2 separate regions of the Capsicum annuum genome follow, and region 2 is linked to region 1. The links are chromatin contacts, called in public Hi-C maps. All regions are on one chromosome and are shown on one strand. Each heading gives the region's core, a stretch centred on a gene start, on an enhancer-like site or on the middle of the called end of the contact. The rest is flanking DNA. Distances are from core to core; before and after follow the strand shown. Region 1 holds the start of LOC107838892 (homeobox protein ATH1). Region 2 has its middle 33 kb from the start of LOC124886801.

Region 1 (2,980 bases), core at 451-2,950:
CACCCCAACCCACCCTTTTTTTTTCGTACGTAAATATGATGGGCCGCAATCATTTACATCCAAATAGTTGACTCAATAAAAATGCTTTAATTCAGAGACGCTAGGAACTGAAATGAGCATCCAACTTATTTCGTCTCTTTATATTGATGGGTTGTCAATGCTATAAGAACAAATAGCAGCATTATATTAAAAAGTTCATGTGCTTCCAATATTGTATCAGAACCACAACTGTTTTTGAAAACAAGAACAACAGCAAGTGGGAGGGAAGTGTACACACACCTTACCCATACCTTGAGAGGCAGAGAAACTGTTTCAGATAAGACCCTCAGCCAGAATTGTTCTTAAATAATAGCAGAAATATGGAAAGCAAACAATCTGCTCTTTGATGTCTGAAAAACAAATATAGGAAGAAATTAGACATACATATAATTTCATAACTGACTCTCCTAACTCAGAACCCACATCCATTAAATTATGAATCCGCCACTTGAGTTCAACAATAATTCCCATGAACTGCCATCAAAGTTCTCAAATCTCCAAATGGGAAGGGTTAATTTGCCAAATTCTTACTTTCTTGATCAAGCAAGATGAAAATAGGAGTATGAAACAAACATCTGACAAAACCATTTCCTAGTCAGTGTGTAGAGGGCTGCTTAAGTGAAAAAAATTATCATGTCAAAACAACAACTATCAAAGTTTCTCTCCGTTACTTTAAGAGAAAAAAATATGGCACACGTCAAGTAGTAGAGAATGATAAACCAAGAATGAAACCAAAAGATGGCTTACATGGAACTTAAGGATAGAAAAGCCAGGAACATGAAAGGGAAAAAAGTGTTTCTCACCTTATAATTGATCTTAAAACACATCCAAAATACAAATACTTGAAAGATTGCAAACATTATTAGTAGAAAGTAATTCTAAGAATTAGTACTGGAGAAGAAGATAACCAAGTTGTGATAAATTTCCAAAAACAGCAGCTTCAATTCCTATTAAAATGGCATTCCAAGATTGTCTGTCTCATACCAAAAGATGGATCCCTTATTATTTGTTCCCGACATATATATTAACTTCTCACAGAAATCCAAATCCAAAAATGGAGAAAAACCCAAAACAAATCATTGGTTTTTCCCCTTTCACCCCAAACAATGTTCAGCAAAAAGTCGTGAAAGAGGACCTTTTTTTCCACCTTTGACAATAAAGAAGAAAGGTTAAAAAAAAAAAAAAAGAATATATGGTAAGACTAGTACACTATTTCAACCCCACAAACCCACCCTCTAAAACTACAAGAGTAAAAAAATGCAAAAAGTAAGATGTTTTGCTTGCATGAGGAAGAAAAGCAAGATTTTTACTCAGAACCCAACACCCAAGAAAAGTCAGAATCCCTCAGACCCCATGAAGAATCATCATCTTATAGCTCATGTGAGTCATACATTATTTAATTTTTTTTAAAAAAAAGGATGGTCTGTTTTGGGGGTCATTATCCAAAGGACATTCATTTTCATTAATAATCCCAAGAGGAGAGAGAGAGTGTGTGGTTGTGACTTTTGTGTGTGCCAGAGGTGTGTTAAAAGCCAAAAAAAATGGGCTTCTTGGTTTTGCAGAGAGCAGCTGGGAGATGAATAATTACAAGGATTTATGGACCCATTATGAAAATATAGGGAGAGAAGAGCCACACAAACGAAAACCATTCACATTTCATGCACAGCATAGCATATCACATATACTTTTCTAGCAGTGACGGATCTACAGTTGAAATGTTGGGTCCTATTCAACTCACTCTCTGTATTTATTTATTTATGTAGACCACTAAATTAAGTGTCGTTTGATAGAATGTATCAAAAAATATAATGCATGCATTAATTATTATGTATTAATAATATCTTATTTGGTACATTTTTTTATCTATGTATAATGCATGCATTAATTATTATGTATTAATAATATCTTGTTTGGTACATCTTTTTGTCTATGTATAACTAATGCAAACACTAGTTATACACTCTATTGTGTATTGAGGTGTGTATTAGTAATATACATTATTTCCTATGTATTAGTAATATAAAGATTTTAAACACATGTATTAACTTTTTGAATGACCTTAATATCCTTTAATTTTCCTCTCAAAATATTTAATAATTTTTTTTCCACCATTTTAATTTGCAAAAATAAATTTTCTCAAAACATTTCACAATTCATTTTTCACCATTTTAATTACAACAATGAATAGTTGGTTTAAATAACTCTAACATATTTTTGCTTTGTTTCGAGGATCTTTAAAAAGATTTAAAAATATTCTTGAGACTACTTCTTAATTTTACATCTTGTATTTTTTTTCAATCATGTTAATCCGTCAGCATAACATTTCATGCGCAAAGACGAAAGTCTTGCAATTAATCCTGAACCTTTATATACTAGTTCAACAATATTAATTATATTTGAGATAACAAAAAAACATTGTTGCAAAAATAGTGTACAAAGTCAAAGAAGGGTAATTTTGTAAACAAACATTTCTTTTATAGAAATTGTGTAAGATATATTATTTCTAATACATTAAATCAAACAATGTATAAGAAAAAATATCAGCATAACTAATACAAGTATAACTAATACAAAAATTATTAATGCAAATATTATTAATACATTATATTCTGCATTATTCTTATACACTCTACCAAACGACCCCTTAGTAGTATAAACATTATGTATGTGCTTGGCCATGAAAATCTAATTGGAGTTGGAGTTGTGTTTGATAATAAATATAAATTGGAGTTCTTTTTATATTTTTGTGAATAAATTAAAATAAAAAAGTGAAAATAAATTTTACTTGAGTTGAATTTCAAAATTTTTAAAAATTTTATAGTCAATATTTTTAAAAATTTTATATTCAAACACATATTTTGTAATTCAACTCAAAAAAAAAAAATCACGGTCAAGCGCCCCTTGTGCTTTTTACCCTATTGTTTAAGAAGTTCTATTCTTG
Region 2 (3,138 bases), core at 281-2,780, 230 kb after region 1:
AATTAGTGAATAATTATCTATTTACTTAAGTCACTAACAGACCCTTAAACTTGTTTCGAGATTTCACTTAAACCCCTCAACTAATCTTTGTACCTATTAAGCACTTAAACCACTCAAAATATGTCCCTATTAGATATTTTTTATTAATCAATCAAAATATAAAATGAGTGTAGTACACTTGCGACGACGTGGTAAAGTAATCAATTATATTAGTGCATGTGACATATAATTTCAAAAAAATTAACGATTTTAGGGGTTAGAGGGAGCCACTCAATATAGATCAATCCACAATATGATTCAAATCCAATATAGTATCTACGGGTACATAAGAAATGTATTGAATCAATTTTGTTTTAATGAATAAATCTGATCGCAACTTCGGATATGAAATTTAAAAAAAAAAATTATGAGTAAAAGATAAAAAAAATAATAAATTACTGAAATCCTAACTCTAATCAGCCTTCACTGTCACCCCCTCCGAACGCCTTCACCTTCATCTACCATGTCAAAAGCTATCATCTCCATTTCAAGCTTATTAATGACATAAAACTTCAAAACAAAAACCAATGCAAAATCCGTTGAAAAAATTCAAGAAAAACATCATCTTTTAACATAAAAATTGACAAATCATTACAATAAAAAAAAAATCAATTTTATCTAATAATTAAGAAATTAATTGAATTTGAAAAGTGAAATGAGGAAGAACGCGTAGACATAACATTTCCCTTGAATACATCATATTTCTTTTTTTTTCTTTTATGTGTTTTTTCTTCATTTCACTTTAAATTAATGTTTTTTTCTTTTTCAGAATTTGTTCTTTTTCTTTTATTTTAGATCTGCTCTTTATTTTTTTCTATTCGAATTTATTTTGTTGGGAAGAAGAGAAGGTGGAGGCAGGGGTGGGGGTTGCAAGAGGAAGAGAAAAACAGAGAGAGAAAGAGAGGAAGTATAATTTGGGTGATGGACTTCATTTTTTCGGCAAGAAAATATAATGGAAGGTGGTGGTGAATTTGGAACAAGAATACAATGACGAAAACAAAGAAAAAAAAGGAATTTGACAAAAAAAAAAAAAAAAACTCCTGACACATCTATTGCAGGTGTTGTACACTCATTAAGTCATACCATCAAAATATATTTAAGTAGTTTAAACTCAAAGTGATAGTGGTATTCAATAAGTATAAGATTGTGTTGAGATATCTAAGTGAATTATATTTATAATTTAAAAAAAATTATAGATAATTTAAATCTTATCTATTTTATCTATTTTATGCTTAACATTAAATATGACTTATTATTTAATATATTTTTTAAAATATTAAATTTATTATATTTAAAAAATAATATTATAAAATTATTCTTACTATTCATTACTTTTTAATTCTTGTTTCAGTAAAAAAAATAGATAAATAAAGATGGAGTGAGCTATATACGAACCAAAAGTGAAGGAGATGGTTATTAGACCACACCACTCCTACTAGTTGATGGTAGGCGGAAGTGCAGTTCCATTCATTTCCTGTTGCAGCCTTTACTAATCAGAGGGCCCATTCCTTTTCACAGGCCCCCTTCATTATCCCTCTTTTATTGTTCACCCCATCCGCTCCCTACCCTCTCTCTGCCCTTTTTGCAATAATATCAGAACTGACATATCTGGATTCCCTTAATTCTGTTAGAACTTCTATTCATTGCAGTATTTTTTCTTGTCGAGAAATTTTTTTTCTACACACGTCAAAAGCCCCTCTGTTTTTTTACTCTTTTTTATCTAATTTGAAAAGCAACGTTGATGAGAAAAGACAGCAAAGTGAGCAAGAGAAAAAATATGCTTTCGTTGCTTGATTCAAACAACTAAATTGTTAAGGCAAATAAATGTGAATGATGATGATGCAACATGAAGTAATATGGGGTACTACTGTTGCACAAGCTGTATACTTTTTAGTAGCAGTAGTTTGTCTTTTTATGATTATTAAAAGGTGTCGAAAATCGATGAAATTTCTCCATTTTTTATTTTAAAATTTTAAAATTTATTCACAGAAAATCATACATTCTAAGAATAAATTGATGTTTGGAGATGTAATTTTATTCTATAATTTTCAATTAATGTTTGAACATGTGATTTGAAATTAAATTTGAAATCAGGAGTTCATATCAAATTCTTAACAAACTTTAATTTGAATCTCCAAATCATGATTTCAATTTTTTTACCTATAAAATTTGACCATAAATTTATATATGTAAAACAATTATTTTTTTAATCTTTGAAAACAAAACATCTTGCTTGCTGTGATGAGATTCATACCATGTGAAAAAGTTATAGCAAAAAATAATTAGTCACTATTATTATTGATTAATAAATTTTTTATAAAATTATGTGTATTTACTTTTTATCACAAATATTTTTTTATAAAAATGTTATGGAAATATACAATTTATCAATGCAGTATTTTAAGATATTATATATTCATATTTATGGATTATTACTTGCTCATTTAATAATATTATATAAGAATTTGAGAAAAAAATTAATAAGTTTCATAATTTATAAGATTTTTATATTTTTGAAAACAATACAACATAAAAACTTAATATTATATAATTAAACAAAACTTCAACTTTACATAAAATAAATTTATATCACATCCAAACAAGTCGTATGTTTGAAATATCAAGTATTCTCTATGTCTTATTTATTTAGTATCATTTGATTTAACATAATAACACTTTTAAAATTTAAAATTTAAAATTTAAAATAATCATTTTAAATGTTTATATTAATTATAAATTATGTTAATAAAAATAAAAAAATTTAAAGTTGATCTTTTCTAATATGATAAAGTGACATTTATTTTTGAAGTAACTAAAATAAAAGCATGACAATATTTTTAATGAAAGGGAGAGGGGGAAAAGAGGGGGAAAATGAAATATTGATGATGCAAGCAAAATTGGAGTTTTTAGCAGAGAAGATCTGATGGGGAGATCTTTGACGAATTTTACTGGTGCAATTACCATTCTTATCTACTTCCTTTGTAGATAGGCTTTGTACGGTCGACACTCGTTTTTTTACCGGATTTAACACAAGTGAACAATCCCACGGGTGCAATACTCGTCTAGACAATAAATTCATCAAGTCAAAAAAAAATAAAA

The links. Hi-C and Micro-C count contacts between places; a contact is called where the count stands out from the background.
Region 2: a contact with region 1 is called in a Hi-C map of leaf, with 2.1 times the contacts expected there. The contact joins the enhancer-like site here to the promoter of LOC107838892 in region 1. A contact is called at or near these places in 3 of 5 Hi-C or Micro-C datasets (leaf and placenta).

What each region holds. Positions count from the first base shown.
Region 1 is chr8:109,816,393-109,819,372 of UCD10Xv1.1, forward strand. It overlaps LOC107838892 (homeobox protein ATH1), which reads right to left and starts at 1,701. Exons shown (of 6, transcript XM_047395796.1): 1 at 948-1,701; 2 at 280-389.
Region 2 is chr8:110,046,326-110,049,463 of UCD10Xv1.1, forward strand. No RefSeq gene overlaps it. Among protein-coding and RNA genes, the nearest start is that of LOC124886801, 33 kb to the left of the region's middle. Within about 2 kb of position 1,531, at least 5 of the 5 cell types and tissues checked have an H3K27ac peak or open chromatin away from gene starts, as enhancers often do. A contact at or near this core is called in leaf, where this site is marked.